Linked DNA regions of Mus musculus: region 1 is linked to region 2. Evidence: chromatin contacts called from public Micro-C data. All regions are on one chromosome and are shown on one strand. Each heading gives the region's core, a stretch centred on a gene start, on an enhancer-like site or on the middle of the called end of the contact. The rest is flanking DNA. Distances are from core to core; before and after follow the strand shown. Region 1 overlaps Syne2 (spectrin repeat containing, nuclear envelope 2). Region 2 overlaps Gm40447 (collagen alpha-1(II) chain-like).

Evidence for each region. A called contact is a pair of places that touch in the nucleus more often than the background predicts.
Region 1: a contact with region 2 is called in a Micro-C map of granulosa cells, with 3 times the contacts expected there. The contact joins two enhancer-like sites. A contact is called at or near these places in 1 of 39 promoter capture datasets (embryonic stem cells), 7 of 15 datasets of contacts at CTCF or cohesin (CD8 T cells, embryonic stem cells, large pre-B cells and 3 more), 196 of 484 Hi-C or Micro-C datasets (the 4T1 cell line, the AML12 cell line, the AtT-20 cell line and 104 more), 14 of 115 datasets of contacts at active chromatin or transcription factors (acute myeloid leukemia, a beta-TC-6 cell line, bone marrow-derived dendritic cells and 5 more) and 3 of 9 other capture datasets (adipose tissue, embryonic stem cells and liver).

Annotation. Positions count from the first base shown.
Region 1 is chr12:75,877,989-75,881,645 of GRCm38.p6, reverse strand. Syne2 (spectrin repeat containing, nuclear envelope 2) reads right to left here. Exons shown (of 116, transcript NM_001005510.2): 3 at 3,251-3,312; 4 at 1,438-1,533; 5 at 1,250-1,327; 6 at 1,069-1,161. Among named protein-coding and RNA genes, the nearest start is that of Mir5101, 29 kb to the left of the region's middle. Within about 2 kb of position 1,720, at least 20 of the 459 cell types and tissues checked have an H3K27ac peak or open chromatin away from gene starts, as enhancers often do. A contact at or near this core is called in granulosa cells, where this site is marked.
Region 2 is chr12:75,794,110-75,798,120 of GRCm38.p6, reverse strand. All of the region lies in intron 2 of Gm40447 (collagen alpha-1(II) chain-like), which reads left to right. Among named protein-coding and RNA genes, the nearest start is that of Syne2, 22 kb to the left of the region's middle. Within about 2 kb of position 1,395, at least 3 of the 459 cell types and tissues checked have an H3K27ac peak or open chromatin away from gene starts, as enhancers often do. A contact at or near this core is called in granulosa cells, where this site is marked.

The sequences.
Region 1 (3,657 bases), core at 471-2,970, 83 kb before region 2:
GGGTGGGCTTTGAGGTCCTATGCTCAAGCTCTGCCCAGTATGGAAGACAGACTCCTCCTGGCTGCCTGCAGAATTCCGTCCCCTTCTGTGCTACCTATGGATCAAGATGTAAAACTCTCAGCTCCTCCAGCACCATGTCTGCCTACATGTTACTATGGTCCCTACCTTGATGATAATGGCCTGAACCTCTGAAATTGTAAGCCAGCCCCAATTAAATTTTGTCCTTATAAGAATTGCCTTGGTCATGGTGTCTCTTCACAGCAACAAAACCCTAAGACAAACAAGGTCTTACTCTGTAATCCAGTCTGACCTGAAACTCACTTGGAAACTCAGGCAAACCTTGAACTCCCAGCAACCTTCCTACAACCTTCCTGCTACAGCCTTTCAAAGCTGAGATTACAGGAGTGAGCCACCATACCAGGCTGTTTGTCTTCCTTTAAGGGGCCAAACGCATCAGTCTTTGTATCAGGGAGGCACTGGGTCAGTCCACAGTGCCAAAAGAACAGAGTGGAGACAAATGAAGAAGAACCAAGGTGTTCCCGAACAGTGAAGCAGAGTAGGCCACCTTCTAAGGACTCCAACCACACCCAAAACTCAGGAGGGAAGGAGAGGGCTCAGAGGAACTGCCGTGAAAACCGCAGGCATGCCTATTCAAAGTTTCCCCTTCTCAATCTTCAGTCTCAGCACTTGGGAGATGAAAGCAGGTGATTTCTGTGCGTTTGGGCAGCCTGATCTACATAGAGGGTTCCAGGCTAGCTAGGACTACATAATGAAACCCTGTCTTTAAAACAAATAAAAATTATATGTACATAAATATGTATGTGTACATACAGATATATGTATATATAACATATATGCACACACATATATTATATATCATTATTATATCTGTATGTGTGTATATATTAATTACACACATGTATTGGAAAAGCAGTCTTTGCCATATGTTCTCTACCTGTTGGAGATTCCAAGTCCTGCTTACAGAAGCAGCTCAGGACTGAATGACCCGCAGGTCACACTGTTTCTTGTACACCAGACTAGTAATATTCCTATCACCAAAACACTTACATGAAAGTGCAGGATGATGGTCCAGATCAGGCCAAGGATAATGGACGGGTTTCCTTCTACAATGTCAGCAACATGGATATTTATTAGCTTGATCTGCAAACAGAGAAACACAGGTTAAGAGGAGCCAGCCTCCCACCGAGCCCGTCCCTCCTGTGAATCTGCAGGTGTGATTCATACGTACAGATCTGTTTTTCAGGAATGTCAGGGCATGTTCTATGTTGATTCTGCACTGGAATGTATTAGATCCTTTATCCCGAGGCTAAAAATTCAAGCGCATGCAATACTCAGAAACAGGAAGTACATTTTAAAACAAAACAAAACAAAAAAACAAAACCAACTAAGTGTCTTGTTACCATGTGGCAATCTTACCAACTGCTGTCCCGAGAGGACTTCCAACAGGTCCAGGAGGACATGCCCCTTCTTGATGTCTGCGAATAAGTCAGATACAACTGAGGGAGGTGTGTGCTGCCAAAGAAAAGAAGAACAGTAATTTGCCAAGGGTTCAAAAATACCATTAAGCACCTCCTACGTGAGCTTTATGTCTTCAAAAACAGCTAAGATTCATCGGGTGTTATCTTAAGAGAATGATACAGTCCTCACGAGTTACATTCCAAAGCACGGCAAGATAGACTGTGAGCCTGCTTTATCTCCTGGCTTATTCCCAGTTACACAACGCTCTTTCTGACTAGAGCTTTCATGGCCCTAAACCTTGTGCATAGAGAGTACAGTCAGAGACACTCGGAATCAGGCCATGGTGACCCCGTGGGAGAGCAAGCTGCATGACTGAAGATGTGTCTCCCTTTGGTCAGAATGACATCCATTGTGTGGAATGGGCAGAGAGGGAGGACAGAGGGTGAGAATCATTAATCAGACGTCCAGGTTGTCTGAGGTTCTCAGTGTCACCGAGACAGAGGATGGTGGCATTTGGATTGAGGTCCCTAGGTCCAGACTGAGTTTGTGGGTCAGCACTGCCCCCTATCACATGTTTGACCAGGGGTAAGTCACAGGCATTCTCTATTCTATAGAAATCATACTTTCTCTCACATAGCAATACTGTAAAATCCTTTCGAAATCATGAGGAAGGCTGGTAAGGTGAAACGAACCTGAAATCCTAGCGCTAGAAGGCAGAGGCAAAAGAATGGCAAGGCCTATTGAGTCTACACAGTAACGTCCAAGCTAATCAGAGTTATATAGTAAGACCTTGTCTCAAACCAAGAAAGGAAATGTGGCTGGAGAGATAGCTTAGTGCTTAAGAGCAAGTATGGCTCCTGAAGAAGATCCAAGTTCAGTTCTCGGCACTAATGTTTGGCTGCTCAAAATTGCATCTCCAGGGCATCTGAGGACCTTTTCTGGGCTCCATGGGCAACTGTACGCATGGGTGAGTGTGCATACAAGTAAATAAAACTTTTTAAAGAAAATGGTCATAGGGAATTCAAGGATATAGCTCAATGGCAAGACAACTGCCTAGCACAGGAGCCTTGAACTCAATGCCCAGCAAAAGAACAGAAAGAACACGTGAGCCAGGCAGTAGTGCGCCCTTCTATAGTCTCAGCTACTTGGAAACTAAGGCAGGAGAATCACTTAGGTCTGGGAGTTCAAAACCTGACTGGTTAACAGAGAGAGAGAAAAGTAAAAAAAAAAACCTCACCTCAAAATAAATGGTGCTCTAAGAGTGTGCTGTTCTGGAGGCTATGATTTCAAAACAATAGGTGCCATAGGCATTCCTCATCGTCACACAGAACAAGTTTAGGGTGGTGCCTGGCACCCGTCACTCAATACAAACATCATGCTGTTATTATGTCATTTGATGAAAAAAGTGCTATCACTCTAAATATTTTTACAGGATTGTCCAGCTCCTTCTCAGGTGCCTTTTTTCTTGTTCCAGGAAAAAGTGACAGATATACCAGGGCACCAATGTGAGAGCACTCTCTTATAAAAAGACATTCATGACCTTCTCTGGGTCATCACAATGTCCCATTTTTAGCTGGTATTTATCTGTTATCAACAGGGTCTCACAGAGCCCAAGCTGGCCTTGAACTCAGTATTCAGCCAAGGCTGGCCTTGAACCCCTGACCCTCCTGCCTCAAGCACCCAGGTGCTGGAAATCCAGGCATTGACCACCCTGAGGTGAGAGCTTTGGGACTGAGGAAGCAACAACTTTCACAGCTTGACGTCACCTCACCTTTGCCAGCTGTGAGTTTATCCAGCAGGTGAAGGTTTTCTTCTGAGTGTCCTCCTGCTCAGCTAGGAGAGAGGAGACAACAGTGGTCACAACATGAGAAGCTGTAGACTCCTGAACCCACAAAGCACCTAAAACCCCATCACCCAGGACGTGTGTCCACAGACTCACTCAGATTCAGAGTAAACTTCAGATGTTCAACCAAAGACTGTTTCAGAAGTGGTCAGTAATGTGATAAAATTTTTCTTAAAGTCACAGCTCAACTGACCTGAAAGGATGGTTTTCGATACTGTTTATTAACAAAAGAATTGAGATCTTTCACAACTTTGCATGGTTCAACGGACTGTTAAGAATGAGAAGCGCCCCTAGCCCCCAGCTCTGAATCACCCTGGGGCATCTGAGGATGTTTT
Region 2 (4,011 bases), core at 146-2,645:
CCTGATCTACAGTGTGAGTTCCAGGACAGCCAGGGCTGCACAGAGAAACCCTGTCTCGAAAAACAAATAATAATAATAATAATAATAATAATAATAATAATAATAATAATGTCTCAAATAAAATGTCTCAAAGGAAGAAACACAAATGGCCAGTTAGTATATGGGGGGGGGGGGAGTTCAGATCATTAGCCATCAAGAAAAATGCTAATTAAAACCACATCAAGAGTCCACAGCACCTCAATCAGAATGACTAATATCAAATACCCGAGGCTGGGACACAGCCCCACAACAGTTTTTTCTTAAGCCATAGCTTCAGCATGAAACTATGGTTACCTTTGTGAGAAGAGCCAATTTGAGTACTTTTGTTTAATATTCTTTAGACTGATTCATTAATACTCCAAAAGTACTATAATACTAACGACCCAAACATATCAGCCTTTAATTTGCTTGTTTGTGACAACATCTCTCACTGCGTACCCATGATGTATAATGGGGTGGCTCTGAACTCACAGAGTTCCACCACCTCTGCCAAGTACTGGGATTAAAAGCTTGTGCCATCAAGCCAGTCAGACATTCATTAGCTCTTCCTAGACAGAAGAAAGGAAGTCAAACACTGGTATGGTAAATATTATTTGTAGGTTTCTACCCCACCAGAGATCATCTAGCTCCCAAATAAAGGACATAAACCTTTCTATTTAAAATAAGCCTTAAAGCACTAGAGTGGGGCAGATATCAACCCTCAGTCTATTTTGTCTACTTCCCTGTCAATAAACCTGAGATATTACTTGCCATTTTCTGCCCAGGCTGTTTCTACTTCAACAGTCTGGCCCTCATGGCCATGTGCTCATAATCTACCTACCCACAGTGGCTTCCATTTTCCCCTGTGTCCTTTTCTTTCTCTTTGTAGTTCCTGCTTCAGACTCCAAGCCCAGGAACTGAAGTCCTGCCTACCTCTCTTCTGCCCAGCTACTGGCTGTAGGCATCTTTACTAACCAATCACAGATAACTTGGGTGAGGGGCAAGGTTTATACAACAAAAGCTGATATACATGAGGATCTGCTCCTCTTGGAACAACCAGATCTTGGGGTACAGAATTTAGCATTTGAATACAAGCAGCACCAGACCAACCCACTATAAAACACAGCTTCTGTGGAGTTCAAATAGTAAAAAGAAAGAGCTGGGGAATCAGGTTTCTTTTGTTCATTTGTTCATTCATTTGCTCATTCAATAAATACCTATGGAATACACGTTATGTGTCTACTGCCTTTTCTAGGTGCTAAACAGGCACAAGTTTAAAAACACTTTTAAGGGGCTGGAGAGATGGCTCAGCAGCAAAGAGCACTGGCTACTCTTCCAGAGGAACTGAGTTCAATTCCCAACATCCACATGGCAGCTACCAACTGTCTGTAACTCTGATGCCCTCTTCTGGCCTTTCAGGCACCAAGCACCCAAGTGCTATACAGCAGGACAAATATTCATATACATCAAATAAACTTTAAAACAGATTAAAAAAAACCATAAAGTCACAGTCATCATGGACACATAATTATTATAATGTAAAACTTCATGGAAGAGTGAAAGTATATTTAACAGACATGTATAGCCGTGTATAGCCTTTAATCTCCAGCATTGAACAGGCTGAGTCAGGAGGATGGCCATGAGTTTGAGGTCAACCTAGGCTACATAGTGGTTTCCAGGTCATCCTTGGCAAACATGGATGTTTCAAATCTTGACTTAGTCTCCCAAAAGACGATGCTCATCATTCAGTGCACATAAAGAAATCAGTAGTCTGGGTCTGGTGATTCAGAACTGCAGTCTCAGCCCTCGAGGGGCAGTCAAGGGGGACTGGGAGTTCAAGGACAGCCTTAGCTACATAAAATGTTTGAGGCTAGGCTGGGCTGTATGAGACCCCATGTCAAACAGTAACAAAAAGCACAATGAGGACTGGAGAGATGTTTCAGTGAGTAAAGAAACTTCCTCCAAGCCTGATTAGGGCCACAGGGTTGAAGAAAAGAGCTGACTCCCACACAGTATCATCTGACCTACACACACACACACACACACACACACACACAAGTGCTCACACACATGAGTGCACACACACACACGCACAACTAAGTAAATCAGTTAATTTTTAAATGTTTGTGAAAATGATAAATGAACCAACACAGAATCTTTTGCTGCAAAGCACAGCAGGCTGTCCCATCTTGCAATCTAAAGCCATTGCTGTCCTCTGATCCTAGATTCCAACAGACCTATCACGGAAGGAACTCCTCTGACGGTAATGTAACTTGTTAGCCTGACTTTGGAATGCTGTCCCTCCTGCTCCCACCTCCAGATGCTGGGCTCGCAGGCCTGTTCCTCCACGTCCCCAGCACATCCATTAGCCTGCCCTGTGTGTGCAGATGTTTCCCAGGGATAACTTTAGATGAAGATACAAAAGTACAGTTTTTTAAAGGTTTATTTAATTATATGAGTATACCGTAGCTGTCTTCAGACACATCAGAAGAGGGTATCGGATCCCATTACAGATGTGGTTGCTGGGAGTTGAATTCAGAACCTTTAGAAGAGCAGTCAGTGCTCTTAACCTCTGAGCCATCTCTCCAGTCCCAAAAGCACATTTTAAAAAATCCGATTCCATGAATATCAATGCTTAGAACTAGAGTGAAGAAGAAAAACATAATACTATAGTGAAAAGGATATGAGTCGATTTAAAATTATTTTCAAATAGGGCTGGAGAAATGGCTCTGTGGTTAAGAGCACTGACTGTCCATCCAGAAGACCTAAGTTTGATTCCCAGCATCCACATCTGGTGGTTCGCAGCCACCTGCAACTCTAGCTCCAAAGGGGAATCTATCTGCATTCACAGCTCACGCACACATAATTAAAATAACAAAAAGATTAACTATTTAAAAATAGCACTAGGATAAATATATTAAATAGTGGCAGCTGGAGGTAGCACATAGTAACTGATTAATTAATGGCTCAGAGGAAGAGCACACACTTAGAAAGAGGAAAGCCCTGGGTTTATCCTAAGCACCAGAACAGCAACTCTACAAACGCACAGCTTAACTACAATGACATTGAAAGAAATTAGGAAGATTATAAAGACTGAGTTCAAGGCAAGGGATGCAGCTCAGCGGCAGAGGGCTTGCCTCGTCTGAGCCTTGAGGTTGATCCTTAGCACTGAAAAAAACCTCAACAACCAAACTGCATCTAAAAAAACATAATTCCATGTGACTTGTGGGAGCTGTTCTTTTGAAGAGATTTGGGGAGGGGCACTGAGGGGCAGGACAGCCATGAAACAACACACGACAGTGATTGCAGGAGTGGCGGGGCAGAGGCTGGTGAAGTGAAGGAACCAGGTTGGGCTGTGGTTTTATCGCAAACACAGACAGGCAGCACTTGAGCTAATCAGTGGTCAGGGCCTGGGAGCCTCTGGCCTGGTACGTATCCATGCTCACACATCCTATCTGCATGAGAAGGAAATGTGCAAAGATGCTAGGGGCTGCCTCTGCCTTTCATCTCCTTTGGTATTGGGTTCTCTGGGATGTCTATGGCTAGTTAGTAAATACTTTAATGCTTGTGAAAAAATACAGTTAAATACAGAAATATTTTTTCTTTTTTTTTAGATTTATTTATTTATTTTATGTATGTGAGTACACTGTAGCTGTACAGATAGTTGTGAGCCTTCATGTGGTTGTTGGGAATTGAATTTTTAAGACCTCTGTCCTGCTCACTCTGGTCAACTCTGCTCACTCCAGCCCAAAGATTTATTTATTATTATATGTAAGTACACTGTAGCTGGCTTCAGATGCACCAGAAGAGGGCATCAGATCTCATTACGGGTGGTTGTGAGCCACCATGTGGTTGCTGGGATTTGAACTCAGGATCTTTGGAAGAGCAGTCACTGCTCTTATCTGCTGAGCCATCTCGCCAGCCCTATTTTTTTTTCTTAAAAAATAGTATTCATATGGAATAAAACATGCATTGTGTGTGCTTGGTGGATTG